2 separate regions of the Mus musculus genome follow, and region 2 is linked to region 1. A link is a contact called in public Micro-C data. All regions are on one chromosome and are shown on one strand. The core of a region is the stretch at or near the end of the contact, and the rest is flanking DNA. Distances in the headings are between cores, read along the strand shown.

The links. A called contact is a pair of places that touch in the nucleus more often than the background predicts.
Region 2: a Micro-C map of embryonic stem cells shows a contact between it and region 1, with 2.9 times the contacts expected there. The contact joins two enhancer-like sites. A contact is called at or near these places in 1 of 39 promoter capture datasets (embryonic stem cells), 33 of 484 Hi-C or Micro-C datasets (cortical neurons, differentiating embryonic stem cells, embryonic stem cells and 7 more), 4 of 115 datasets of contacts at active chromatin or transcription factors (acute myeloid leukemia, embryonic basal ganglia and embryonic stem cells) and 1 of 9 other capture datasets (embryonic stem cells).

What each region holds. Positions count from the first base shown.
Region 1 is chr9:47,942,200-47,945,103 of GRCm38.p6, forward strand. The region is part of intron 1 of Gm32016 (a long non-coding RNA gene); the gene reads left to right. Among named protein-coding and RNA genes, the nearest start is that of Gm32016, 4.2 kb to the left of the region's middle. Within about 2 kb of position 1,257, at least 26 of the 459 cell types and tissues checked have an H3K27ac peak or open chromatin away from gene starts, as enhancers often do.
Region 2 is chr9:48,256,800-48,259,616 of GRCm38.p6, forward strand. It overlaps Gm51672 (a long non-coding RNA gene), which reads right to left. Exons shown (of 4, transcript XR_003948154.1): 4 at 219-2,817. It also overlaps a transcript of Nxpe4 not described here. Among named protein-coding and RNA genes, the nearest start is that of Gm51672, 26 kb to the right of the region's middle. Within about 2 kb of position 1,427, at least 27 of the 459 cell types and tissues checked have an H3K27ac peak or open chromatin away from gene starts, as enhancers often do.

The sequences.
Region 1 (2,904 bases), core at 7-2,506:
TCTTTTATGTCTCACCGCCACCTTACTGGTATGCAGCTCTTAGTGATTTTCAAGTTGATTGTGTCTTTGACATGAGTTGGTCCCACAGCAATCCTAGAAGATAACATGTATATTGCTTTTCTTAATTCCCATGTGCTCAGGAAAACAGGATCAGAGGGGCTAAGTGACTTGCTCAAAGTCACCCAGTAGGCTAACTGCATATACCAAGGTCCAAATCCACGTCCCCTATTCAGGATTGAGGAAGAATAGCAAACTCCCCTTCACAGCTACACCAAAGACTGACTTATATATGATCTCTTATGTGGGGTACCTCTTAACGTCACCCCGCTGCTGTAGACCCAGAGAGGTTAAATGATTTGTTCAGAAATGCTCAGCAAATAGATGATGAAAATGAGCTTTCAATTCTACAGTCAGCTCTACGTTCTTTCTACCTTTCTTCTTCTTCTTCTTAAAAGAGGCTGGTTGACCATAAGACAAATAAAAGACCAGCTAAAACAAGAGCCATCGTCTCTGTTCTGACAGCCAGGCCACAGCGCAACTTATCCTGACAACGGCAAGGATCAAGATACCCAACAGAAAGCATGGAAATGGACCAGGCAGCTCGCCACTGAAAGGTGTAATTAGGGAGCTGACAGGCTGTGCATGCAACACCATTAATGGGTCCACCTGTGAGGGAGACCTGGCAAGCACAGGTAATTTGGACAGAGCAGGGAACTCAAAGGAGATTCAGGCTGCAGGTGCCCAGCCTGACCTCGGGGCCAGAGCCTCCCCAGGGAACGGGAGGAAGGGCCTGGCCTGGCCTCTGCCGGTGACACAAGCTTTTTTCGTGGTGCTCACTACACATTATGCTAAAAGTGTGACAGATTTTTGAGGCAGCCCGGGTGGGAACCATGGAAACAAGTTAGGGGAGGGGAGAAGCTGATTGCTGCTGTTCCTGTTAGGGAGAGAAGAGTGAGATGGGGAGATTCATCCTCCCTCCTCCATCAGCCTTGGCTTCCTCTTTCACTCCCAACGCCCCCAGCTCTCTGCATGCATGACCCCTCCTGAGCTCACCAACAATGGAAAGTGGGCAGCCTACTTCTCTGGGCTCTGGCACAGTACCTGGCATTGTAAGTAGCACCCTTTGCTGAGTGCTCACTGTCTGCTAGGCACTGGAGGAGCTGTCTCTCAGGCATTGTCTTCAACTCTGTCTCCAACTCTGTCACCAACTCCGAGATGAGGAACTAAGTAGCTAGCCCAGTCACACAGCTGGTAATGGAGCGTATGTGAATCTAGAACTAACTAGACGGGCCCTGCTTCAGTTGTTGCACCACAGGAGCCTCCAGGACCCTGCGACCTTCTACAAACATTTGACAAACCTAGTTTCCAACCCAGTCATTTAGGGCAGAAAAACAGATCCGTGAACTCCTTGTTTCAATATGCACAAGGGCACGGGGTTTTTCCACAGCGATGTCTTCTGATGAGGGTGGCGATAGACTGTACCCTCTCCACTTTGAAGCTGCTCTGAGACGGAAGGAATTGATGCGTTACCATGCAATCAAAGTCCCTTCCTCTCTGTCTCTAGCAGCCCTCTCTTTCTCTGTGCTTTAGTCATGGCCATCACCATGGTTTCCAGCCTCTTGAGCAGAGAAACCTGTCTCCTCTTTGTGTCAAGAGCAGGGGAAGGGTGCTGGGTGTGAGGCCTGGAGAGCAGACCTTGGTCAAGCAGGGAGAAGGCATGGTGTTTTGATGAAGAGGGGCTCTGAACAGCAGCAATGGCTGCCAAGTACAGGTCTAACTCTGGATTCAGGTAGCTGCTGGATAATGAATTGGGAAGAGGGTGATCCAGGAGCCCTAATCCATTCAGGGAACTCACCACACAGATGTGAGATACCAGAGAGGTGTTTTCAGTGACCACTGAACAAGGAGGACTACCATACTCAGTGTAGGAGCACTCTATCTTGGGGAATTAGGGTAAAGCATTGAGTGGAGGAAGGCTTGGGGGAGTCTGGATTGAGTTGATGATTCTATGCAGAATTGAGTGGTGGTCACATGGAGTGGTGATGGCTTGATGAGGACTGTCCCCCTATAGGTCCATGTATCTGAGCTCTCAGTTCAGGGTTAGTGATGTTCTTTGGGAAGGTTATGGAACCTTGAAGAGGTGGAGCCTTGCTGGAGGAAGTATGTCACTGGGGGTGGACTTTGAGGTTTTATAGCCTGACCACCCACCCACCCTCCTCCTGTCTCTCTGCTTCCTGTGTATGAATGCAAAGGTGGTAAGTCAGGTCCTTGACTATTATGCCTGCCTTACACACCTGCAGCCATGCAGGATGGACTGGAAACCAACATAAACCCCCTTTCTCCAAACTTACAAAGAAAGCAACCAAGTCAGGTTTCAAGGTTAGAATGGGAAACAAAGCTCTCCAGACAAGTGCTCCTTAGGGATGTGGGAAATGTGCCTCAAGTCCCATGAAGTGGGAATAGAGGTCCAAAATGATCTAGGGCAGTGGTTCTCAACATGTGGGTTGTGACTCCTTTGGGGTCAAATGACCCTTTCACAGGGGTCACCTAAGACCAGAAAACACAGATCTTTACATTGTGATTCATAATACTAGTAAAATTATGAAGTTACAAAGTAACAACAGAAATAATTTAATGGTTGGGGTCACCACAACATGAGGAGCTGTATTAAAGGGCTACAGCATTGGGAAGGTTGGGAACCACTGCTCGAGAGAGATGTTATTTTTACTTCTCCTCTGAGAGTGGTGTGAAAGCAACTGGCAAATAACTTCTCATTTGTAAACACACGTTGAAAACATGCATAGAAGTTAGGGTAGATGAGACAGCTCAGAGGGTGGTGGGGATACCTAGGTATCTGATATGTAGGGTCTCTTTGCTCACTTTGAAAAGAAGCAAAGCTCTCCA
Region 2 (2,817 bases), core at 177-2,676, 310 kb after region 1:
GAAGAGAAGAGAAGAGAAGAGAAGAGAAGAGAAGAGAAGAGAAGAGAAGAGAAGAGAAGAGAAGAGAAGAGAAGAGAAGAGAAGAGAAGAGAAGAGAAGAGAAGAGAAGAGAAGAGAAGAAACTACTAAGTCTTTGAGCCTCTCTTGGCAATAGGCTCCCAGCAAAAAGTGTGTATCCAGCTTGTGCCCGCATGAATGGCTGACAGCACCAGGCTCACTGAGCCCCAAGGTTTGAAGGACAGGTCTGTAATTGACAGTATCTCTGCTGCCCTCCTAGTGCAGTGCCTTGAGCCAGAGGTCTCTCCAAAACAGCAAAGCAAAGCCTCTTAGCTCCCTGATTCACACAAGGTCGTGTGTTATCAGCCACAGATGTGAGCCTCGCAGCCTCCCGCTCTCGAGCACCGTGGAAATGGGTTTGGCAGATGGACAAAACGCGTAAGGTGACAAGCACTGTAAAGTTAGCCCACAGGTTGCTGGGACACAGGCTGTGGACCCTGCTCCTTTTGAGCTGCACCGGACATCTGGAGCAGGCTGTGAAGCAAGAGATCTTAGGATGCCAGCCCTAACAGACACTGCCACCCGGGTCTCACCCTCCCAAGGCCTCTGCAGAAGCATTCTTACTGCACGCTCTCCTGAACCGTCTTTTGTCCTCCCATAGAGACCGGGAGAGGCTTTGGGTCCATTGCGGATGTGTGTGTCTTCCTCCACTCACTGTCTCCCCTGTATGGGGTGAGATCAATTGCATGCCAGACACAATCAGCTTTCTCCCCGGTAACCAAGGTGTCAGAGGCTCAGTGGGAAGTGCTCAGGCTAGCCTACACATCCTCGCAGGTAATAAGTGAAATAAGGGGTGTGCTCTCTAGCCTCCCGGAGGAGCAGAGAACCACTGTCCAGGTCAACCAGTGTAAAGTCTCTCTTACAGAAATTATCCCACGTAGAACATTCTCTCTAGCTCACTTTCCCATCCTTCCTTCTCTCCCCACCCCCTTTTGAGGCCTCCGAGTCTGCCTGCTGCCTGAGAGGCTGCTGACTGGATCTGTAGCCTGCTTGGGGTACATCTCAGGGAGAGGGGAGGGACAGGTGCCAGATGCAGGCAACTCTCTGCTAGGTGTACAGCCCCTTCCCCAGGCCTGCCCACGTTAGGGAGGCTTGCAGCTTGGCAGCCTTCTAGAGCAGACCTCACCTTGAGTTCTGATCCAAACCGCAGCTGTCCGTCACAACCTCATCCCCAGCTGTAGGACTTACTATAATTTCATATAGTTATGTAGGTAGATATTAAAAAGGCATCTGGGAAAATGGATAGCGTATCAGGGCAAAGATTTCATAAAAGTCATTTTTTTTTTAACTGTCCAGCCATTGGTACCCGCTCAAAATCCTCTCTAATACACACAAGTTCCTCAAGGCCCTTTTCCTGATCTTAGAGCGCCCCCTTTGGAAAGGAGTCTCCTACTGCGTCTGGGAGCGCCTGCTTCTCTCTGGGCCTTTGAGGAGAGCAGAGAGACTAGGAATGGAGAAAAAAGGAGACCTGAAAAGAGTAAAAAAGGAGACGGAGCTGAACTTCAGGCAACATCTGAGGCAATGTGTGAGGGGAACTATACTTCACGTTCACACCTGCGCTCCCACTAAACCTTCAGAAGCCGTGGCCCCCAGTGAAAACACAGGGAGGAGACGCTGTGCCCAGGACGCTTTGGGGGTTCTGGCTGGACACCCAGAACGGATACTTGTCATAATACCAAGGGATCTTTTAGGAGTCCTCGCTCTCTGCATTTTCATCGGGCTTTGCTTCTTTCCTGTCTTGGTGACAATGGCTAGATGACAGGACCCGAAAGGAAGCCGAATGGCGAGCAGAAGCACGCTCTGGTGCAAGAGTGTGTCCTCAGGAGGGTCAGTGAAGGGAGGAGCAGATGGGCTTCCGAGGCAGGGGCTTGGTGTAATAGACTATTCCAAGACATGGGACCCTTAAGGAGCATTATATAGTAAGGACTCAGCTCACACAGTGATGGATTCTGGGAATACCCACCGCCTGAGTTCTAAGCTGGAGACCCAGGGAAGATGGTGCTATAGTTCAGCCTCAATCCCAAGGTCTAATAACCACGGAACCAGGGCTGTAAGTCTCAGCCCCAGGCAGGAGAAAACTCAAAAGATCTCCTGGTTCAAGTGATCTGGAACGAGTTTTCCCTTCCTCTCACGGTGGCTCTATTCAGACTCCCATCCAATTAGATTACAGGATACCTTGGTGGAGACAATCTGTTCAAATGCTAATCCCATCCATAGATCTGGCCCATGGGCATGCTCCAGAGCTTGTTTAGATAAACCCCTGAGCATCCCATACCTCAGGCAAGCCGACCCACACAATGAGGCATCGGCCTGGTGATGTCAGAGATGAATAGACAACTCAGCTTAAGGTGCTGAGGAAAACCTAGGATCCTGGGGAAGGAGCCAATCAGGAGCCAGGAGGTGCACAGGTGATGGAGATGAGACCGCAGGAGGTAATTAGGACCACTCTATAGAGGGGCCCTTGAAGGACATCAGTGTTGAGCCGGGGGCAAAGAGGAGCTGTTGACTGGATGTATCTTAAAGACACAGCAGTGTGAGGGGGGGGGGGGTTCTGTGGTTGCAGAAACCCAGCAGGAGGGCTTTGGGTCCTCAGGATAGACCTAGGGTATGCAAAGTGTGAGCTTGACCAGGGAATACAAGCCACTCTCCAAGGAAATCGTTGATTGGTGTAGGCAGCAAGAACTAAAGTGGCCATCCTGCACTCAGGGGGTTTTCTTAGGAAACATGCTTCTCTGGGGGGCAGGGAGAGTTGTGTCGAGT